Linked DNA regions of Ovis aries: region 2 is linked to region 1. The links are chromatin contacts, called in public Hi-C maps. All regions are on one chromosome and are shown on one strand. Each heading gives the region's core, a stretch centred on a gene start, on an enhancer-like site or on the middle of the called end of the contact. The rest is flanking DNA. Distances are from core to core; before and after follow the strand shown. Region 1 has its middle 100 kb from the start of SIK1. Region 2 has its middle 98 kb from the start of HSF2BP.

Region 1 (2,700 bases), core at 103-2,602:
GCAGGACCCTCAGTCTCAGGCTAGCCTCATCTCCACAGGGCTGCGGGGGAGGGTAGTCGCCAGGGGTCCTCCTCTGGGGGCAGGAGGGGCTGCTGGCCTGAGGCTGCCAGAGTCCCAGCGTCCTCACCCTCCAAATGTGGTCTGCGGGAACTGGGCCCTACATACATGTGGTCGCAGGAGACAGAAGGAGGTTGAGCAGCCTGCAGTCCAGTGACTGGATTGGAGGGGGAGCCCTGCAGCCCTGAGCTGGGGGTGGCTGGCGGCCCTCAGGAGCTGGAGGAGAGGGGTGGGTGGGCATCACCTTGCCGCCTTTTCAGTGGCTGCTCTTGGGATTTTCTGAGCTGCAGATGCAAACCAACTGCACCACCAGGAGCTGCTCCGTGGGGAGGTTTAGAGAACTAAGGAGCTCAGAGCAGGCCTGGAGGAAGTTCGTTCAGCGGGTGCTATGACCCAGAGGCAAAGTTTGCCTCTGCGCTAGACCATGAACTTACAGGGTCACCCCAGACCCGGGCCTGAAACTGCTGCCCTGAAGGAGGCTGTGGATGATGAAGGCCCTGATCTGCTGCTTCCCAGCCCTGCTGTGCGTCCCCCACTCCATCCCCACCCGCCTCTTCTGGGAGCCGCAGAAAACGACCCAGAAATGCAGCCCTCCAGCCCCTGCAGGGTCTCAGACCTGGGCCCCCAACTCTGTGTTAGCAGCTCCTGCCTGACTCCTGTGGACAGAACTGCCGCCCACCCCCAGGGGACCAGCAATTCAAGGTCCCTGGTCCAGAGCAAAGCCAGTGGGTGCAGAGGGCAGGCCTCACCACTGACCACGCAGGGACACGCCTATGCATCCCCTTGAAATTGCTGAAGAGCTACTGTGAGGCAAGGAAGGGAGCAAGCACTCCTCAAGTAGGCCAGAGCCCATCCTCGACCCTCCTTCTGTCCCACTCAGCTCCAACTGCGCCCTAAACATAACGGCACCAGTGGCTTCTCTTGAGCCTGCGGGACTCAGGCCCACCTGGGCAGTGGTGGTACAGTGGGCTTGCCTCTGCAGCTCGGAAAGTACCAAGAGAAGCCATTGAAAAGGCAACAAGATGATGCTCAACCTCCCTGTTGCCAGCATCCCCTTTCCCCTGGAAAGAGGGGCAGTGCTCATCTCAGGCTGGTCCCCCAGGGCAGTGGGAAGCTGTCCAGCCCCAGAGCTGACATGCGGCCACTTGGCAGCCAAGCTGGCTGGCTATGATGGCAAAGTCAAGCCAACAAAGCAGACCATTAAAAAGCAATCCCAAGGCACTTGCCCACACCCCAGGGCGGGCGTGCTGGAACGAGGCATGGCGCACACTTCTTGGCAGAACACCCAGACCTCCTGTCCTTGTTAGCCGGCTGCAGCCGGGACTGGACGCTTAGGGCCGGATGGGCGGGGAGCAGACGGGGCTGAGTCATGGCAGATGAGAGGAGGAAGTAGGTGACCTGCATTGTCCCCAGGTCCCCTCTGCTTGGTGAAAGGCTCCGAGGACCCTGCCCACACTCAGTCCCTCCCTTTTCCTTTATTGTCTCATTCATTCATTTGCCCATCCATCCATCCGTCAGGGAGCCAGGTGCTGTCCAGGGTTCTGGAGACACAGCAGAGAACCAACGTTGGTCCCTGCCCCTACGCAGCTGGCAATTCAGAGCAGAGTCTGGAAACCCGAACGGCCACAGAGCTGGCCCGTGATGCAAGGCAGCGATGGGGGGTGATGGTGTGCGGAAAACAACAGGGAGAGCAGAACGCACGCCTGGACCCAGGAAGGAAGGCAATGAGATGACGGGGGCTTGTAGAGAGGAACACACACAAGTGTCCATCCTCTACGTGTGTTAGTTACCCCAGGCCTCTGAACCACAACAGCCAGAGCTAGGACCAGGAACCTGGATTTGAAGGCCCTGCCCGAGGTTGTGATCTAAGCCTCCACCTCCAGGGAGCTAATGGGCCATGGGCCCCACAGCCACGCTGACACCCTGTGCCAAGACCACACTCCCTGAGGCTGCTGCCCAGTGTCCATGGGACACACATGGGGAAGCCAAGGTGGCCCACACCTGGGGTACCTGCACTCCAGCCAAGCATAGCCCGAAGCCTCCCTGGGGCCTGACCGAGCCTTCCCTCACCTCCCCCGCTCTGCCTGGCACTAGGGTCGGGCCAACTCTGCCATCTCAGGCTCTCTCAACTTTTCCCCCGTCCTGCTCACTTCCTGCCACATCGGTATTTCCCCTAACAAAGTCCCATCTTAGCATCTGCTCCTCTCATTGCCCAGACTAACATCCCCTCGGGCACCTTAGCCCTGGCCAGTCTCAGACCAGAGTCTGCTGGTCCTCTTGTGGGCCTTGCAGTGGGTGTAAAGGTCAGTGGCCGAGGCAAGAGAAGACCCAGGCTCTGGGCCCGTCCTTCCATCGGCCAGTGTCTTGTCTCTGGCCACGCTGGACCCGTCTCCAGGCCTTGTTTGCTGGTGGAAAGGGGGAAGAGGGACCAGATATTCGCAGGCACCTTCTGGCTCTCGGCATGGCATGGCCTGTGCCCTGGTTTCTGGCCTGGGACCCGGGCTCTGCCTGCAGCACTGAGCACACGTGGGGCCAAGGTCAGGAGCCGCTCTGAGGGGGTCCCCCACCCTCCCCACCCATCGGCCCTTCACTTTCAGCCCCAGCTTCTGTGGTCCTGCACTGTCTCCAATATCTAGAGGGCTT
Region 2 (2,700 bases), core at 42-2,541, 200 kb before region 1:
GTGCGATCTATACATGTGTCTGCACACGTGCATGTGTGTATCTGTGTGGGGTTTGTCATTCCTCTCTGCGATGATGAGCAGGTGGCCTGGCCCTGACTACCCTGTTATACCTGGTCTCCAAGCCCATGAAATCTGGCAGGAATTTGGCCACAAATTAAGAAAACCCAAGCCTCAAGGTGTAGATTTCTTTCCAGGAGTGGAAGGGATGCATGTAAAAGGGTGAAAATCCAGAAGCAGCAGTGTCCTTGGAGATTGTCCTCCAGGGAATGGCCTCAGCCTCAAGTCAGTGGCACAGACTGGTTAGGGACTGCTCACGGGGCTGACCATCACCCGTGTTTTGTCTGCATGGGCCTGTCACTGAGGGATTGTTGTTAGTTTCTGTCTGACGTTGCAGTCAGGAGCTTCCAGCGCAGAGCCCAGGAAACTCATCGTGAGCCAGGGCCTCCACCGAAGGGGCTGGACTAGGGTTCAGGTTGGACACTTGTTCTCCTGCCCCCTTGCTCTGTGTCCCCAGGGTGGGTGGGGCCTAGGGTTTGTGTGTGTGTATGGGAGGGCTGTGGCTGCAGGTCTCCGGGCAAGTGAAGACCACCTGTGTCTCTGGGGCTGTATACCTGGTTCACTGTTTCTGGCTGTGGACCAAGTGTACTGTGCTCTGACCCTGGGCCAGGCTTCAGGGGGTGGCGATGGTGACAGATGACAGGCCCCTGAGCCTGCAGGTCAGAAACTCTGCGGTCAGGTGTGCACTTCCCCTTGAACCCAGCAGGGCGATCAGTATGCAGGGCTGGAGGGCAGCCTGAGGCAGAAGCCCGTCTACTCCTTGCTCTGCTCCCCTCAGTCCTGAGACCTCAAGCCCCTTCTTAATCTGGTCTTCCCACCTGTGCTGGAAAAATCCCGCTCCTGGAAGTTGCCCGGAGAAAAGCCCTGACGTGTTGTCAGGTAGTGGGAGTGACAGGGAAATGAGCAGACCAGGTCCCGCCGCTGGAGGCGGAGACGCACGCTCTGGGGCGAGGGTCTGCCTTGAGGCCCAGCTGCCTGCCCGCCGGCCCCTCCTGCCTGGGGTCGGATGCCGCCTTCACCCTACTGAGTGCTGGCGTCACAGCTTGAGAGACTCAGCGCCCAGGAACACAGGGCCCCTGAGGCTGTGGCCACGCAGGGAGCGCTGGCCGGGCTCTGGCAGGTGGAGCGCCTTCCTGTTTATCCCGCAATTAGTCACAGCAACTGTGACCAGGACGCGCCGTCTCGGCCTGTTGATCCCCGGGGCCCTGCCTTGGGCTTGCACAATCGGCTCTTGAGGGCAGGATAGCTTCTGCTTTCCCCGGAACCTGCCACCCTTGCCCCACTGGGCACGCACTTCCTCTTCCAAGCCCTCCCGGAACATTTTGGCCCGGGACACGCTCTGCCCTGTTTGGGAGGGGCAGCCTTCATCGCGGCGGACAGAGCCACTGCTCCCATGTCGCCGGCCAGAGGGGCTGGGCTTGGGGGGCTGGGGGGCAGCCTGAGCCCCTGGCAGGTGAAGGGACTCGCCCCGCTCCGGGTTCCTGGGGCTTGACAAGTGTGCTCAACAGGAAGGCAAACGTTCCATTGGGTTCTGCTCTTTTGTGAGGGCGTGGAGTCCCATGAGGCCGTGGAGTCCCATGAGGCCATGGAATCCCCTGAGGCCGTGGCTCTGAAAGAGAGCTGGATGATGCCCTCGGGTGGTTCACATGGCTCTCGCCCACAGCAGCCAGGCTCCCAGTGGGTGGCCAGCCCTCCTAGGGCCCAGACGCAGACAAGAGGGGAGAGGGGGACTGGGGTTGGGGGAAGTGTGTGTGGGAGGAGAGCGTGCCTCCCACAGGACTCTGCTTCCGACTCCACCCCCTGGTCTCCGCCCACTAGGCCAGGGAAGTACAAACGTGACCTCAGGTGACAGTTTTTCATTCTTAGAAAATCACTCAAATGGGGCCATTTATCAGAAAGGGGCTTTTTCACACGGTCCATGGGGTTTTCCATGGGGATTGAAAGCAAAAGGAGAAGGGGGTGGCAGAGGATGAAATGGTTGGATGGCATCACCGACTCAATGGGCATGAACTTAAGCAAGCTCTGGGAGATGGTGAAGGACAGGGAAGCCTGGTGTGCTGCAGGCCATGGGTTCGCAGAGAGTTGGACAGGACTGTGACAGCAGAAAGGGGTGGGGCCCTGGAGCCAAGCTGCCGCTTCGGGTCGCATCCAAGTCAGCTTTCACTTTTGCATTTGGAACGTGTGTGTTTTTTGGTCTAGTTTTCATTTCTCCCCAGTGCATTTTGTCTGGGCTCCTGCTGCAGCCTGTCTGCATTTCTCTAGAACGCCCCAAGCACACGAGCGGTCAGAGGCAGCCGATGCTGCCTGCAGGGCGAGCCTGCCATCAGGCAGTGACCCCGAGGACACTGGACAGACGCCCTGACCCCACAGCCTGACCAGCAGGGTGGCCCACCCACGCCCCTGCCACGTTGCTGGCTGCCGGCCTGTGCCCAGCCATGTGGAGAGTCTTGTCTGAGATTCACTTGACTCCTCACCGCTGCCCAGCCTCAGAGGCCCACCCGTCCGATGTCTCTGCTGTCGGCCCTGTCTCCCAATCGAACAGACTCCTGGGGGTCTGGCGATTTCCAGCTTGGCATCCGAGCTTCTCAGAGCAGGGATTTCCTCCGCGTTGCCCTGAGCAGCTCTGTCTGTCGTGGGGTGAGG

What was found. A called contact is a pair of places that touch in the nucleus more often than the background predicts.
Region 2: a Hi-C map of tail adipose tissue shows a contact between it and region 1, with 1.6 times the contacts expected there. The contact joins two enhancer-like sites. A contact is called at or near these places in 2 of 16 Hi-C or Micro-C datasets (muscle and tail adipose tissue).

The regions. Positions count from the first base shown.
Region 1 is chr1:264,104,978-264,107,677 of ARS-UI_Ramb_v3.0, reverse strand. No RefSeq gene overlaps it. Among named protein-coding and RNA genes, the nearest start is that of SIK1, 100 kb to the left of the region's middle. Within about 2 kb of position 1,352, at least 15 of the 54 cell types and tissues checked have an H3K27ac peak or open chromatin away from gene starts, as enhancers often do. A contact at or near this core is called in tail adipose tissue, where this site is marked.
Region 2 is chr1:264,306,177-264,308,876 of ARS-UI_Ramb_v3.0, reverse strand. No RefSeq gene overlaps it. Among named protein-coding and RNA genes, the nearest start is that of HSF2BP, 98 kb to the left of the region's middle. Within about 2 kb of position 1,291, at least 36 of the 54 cell types and tissues checked have an H3K27ac peak or open chromatin away from gene starts, as enhancers often do. A contact at or near this core is called in tail adipose tissue, where this site is marked.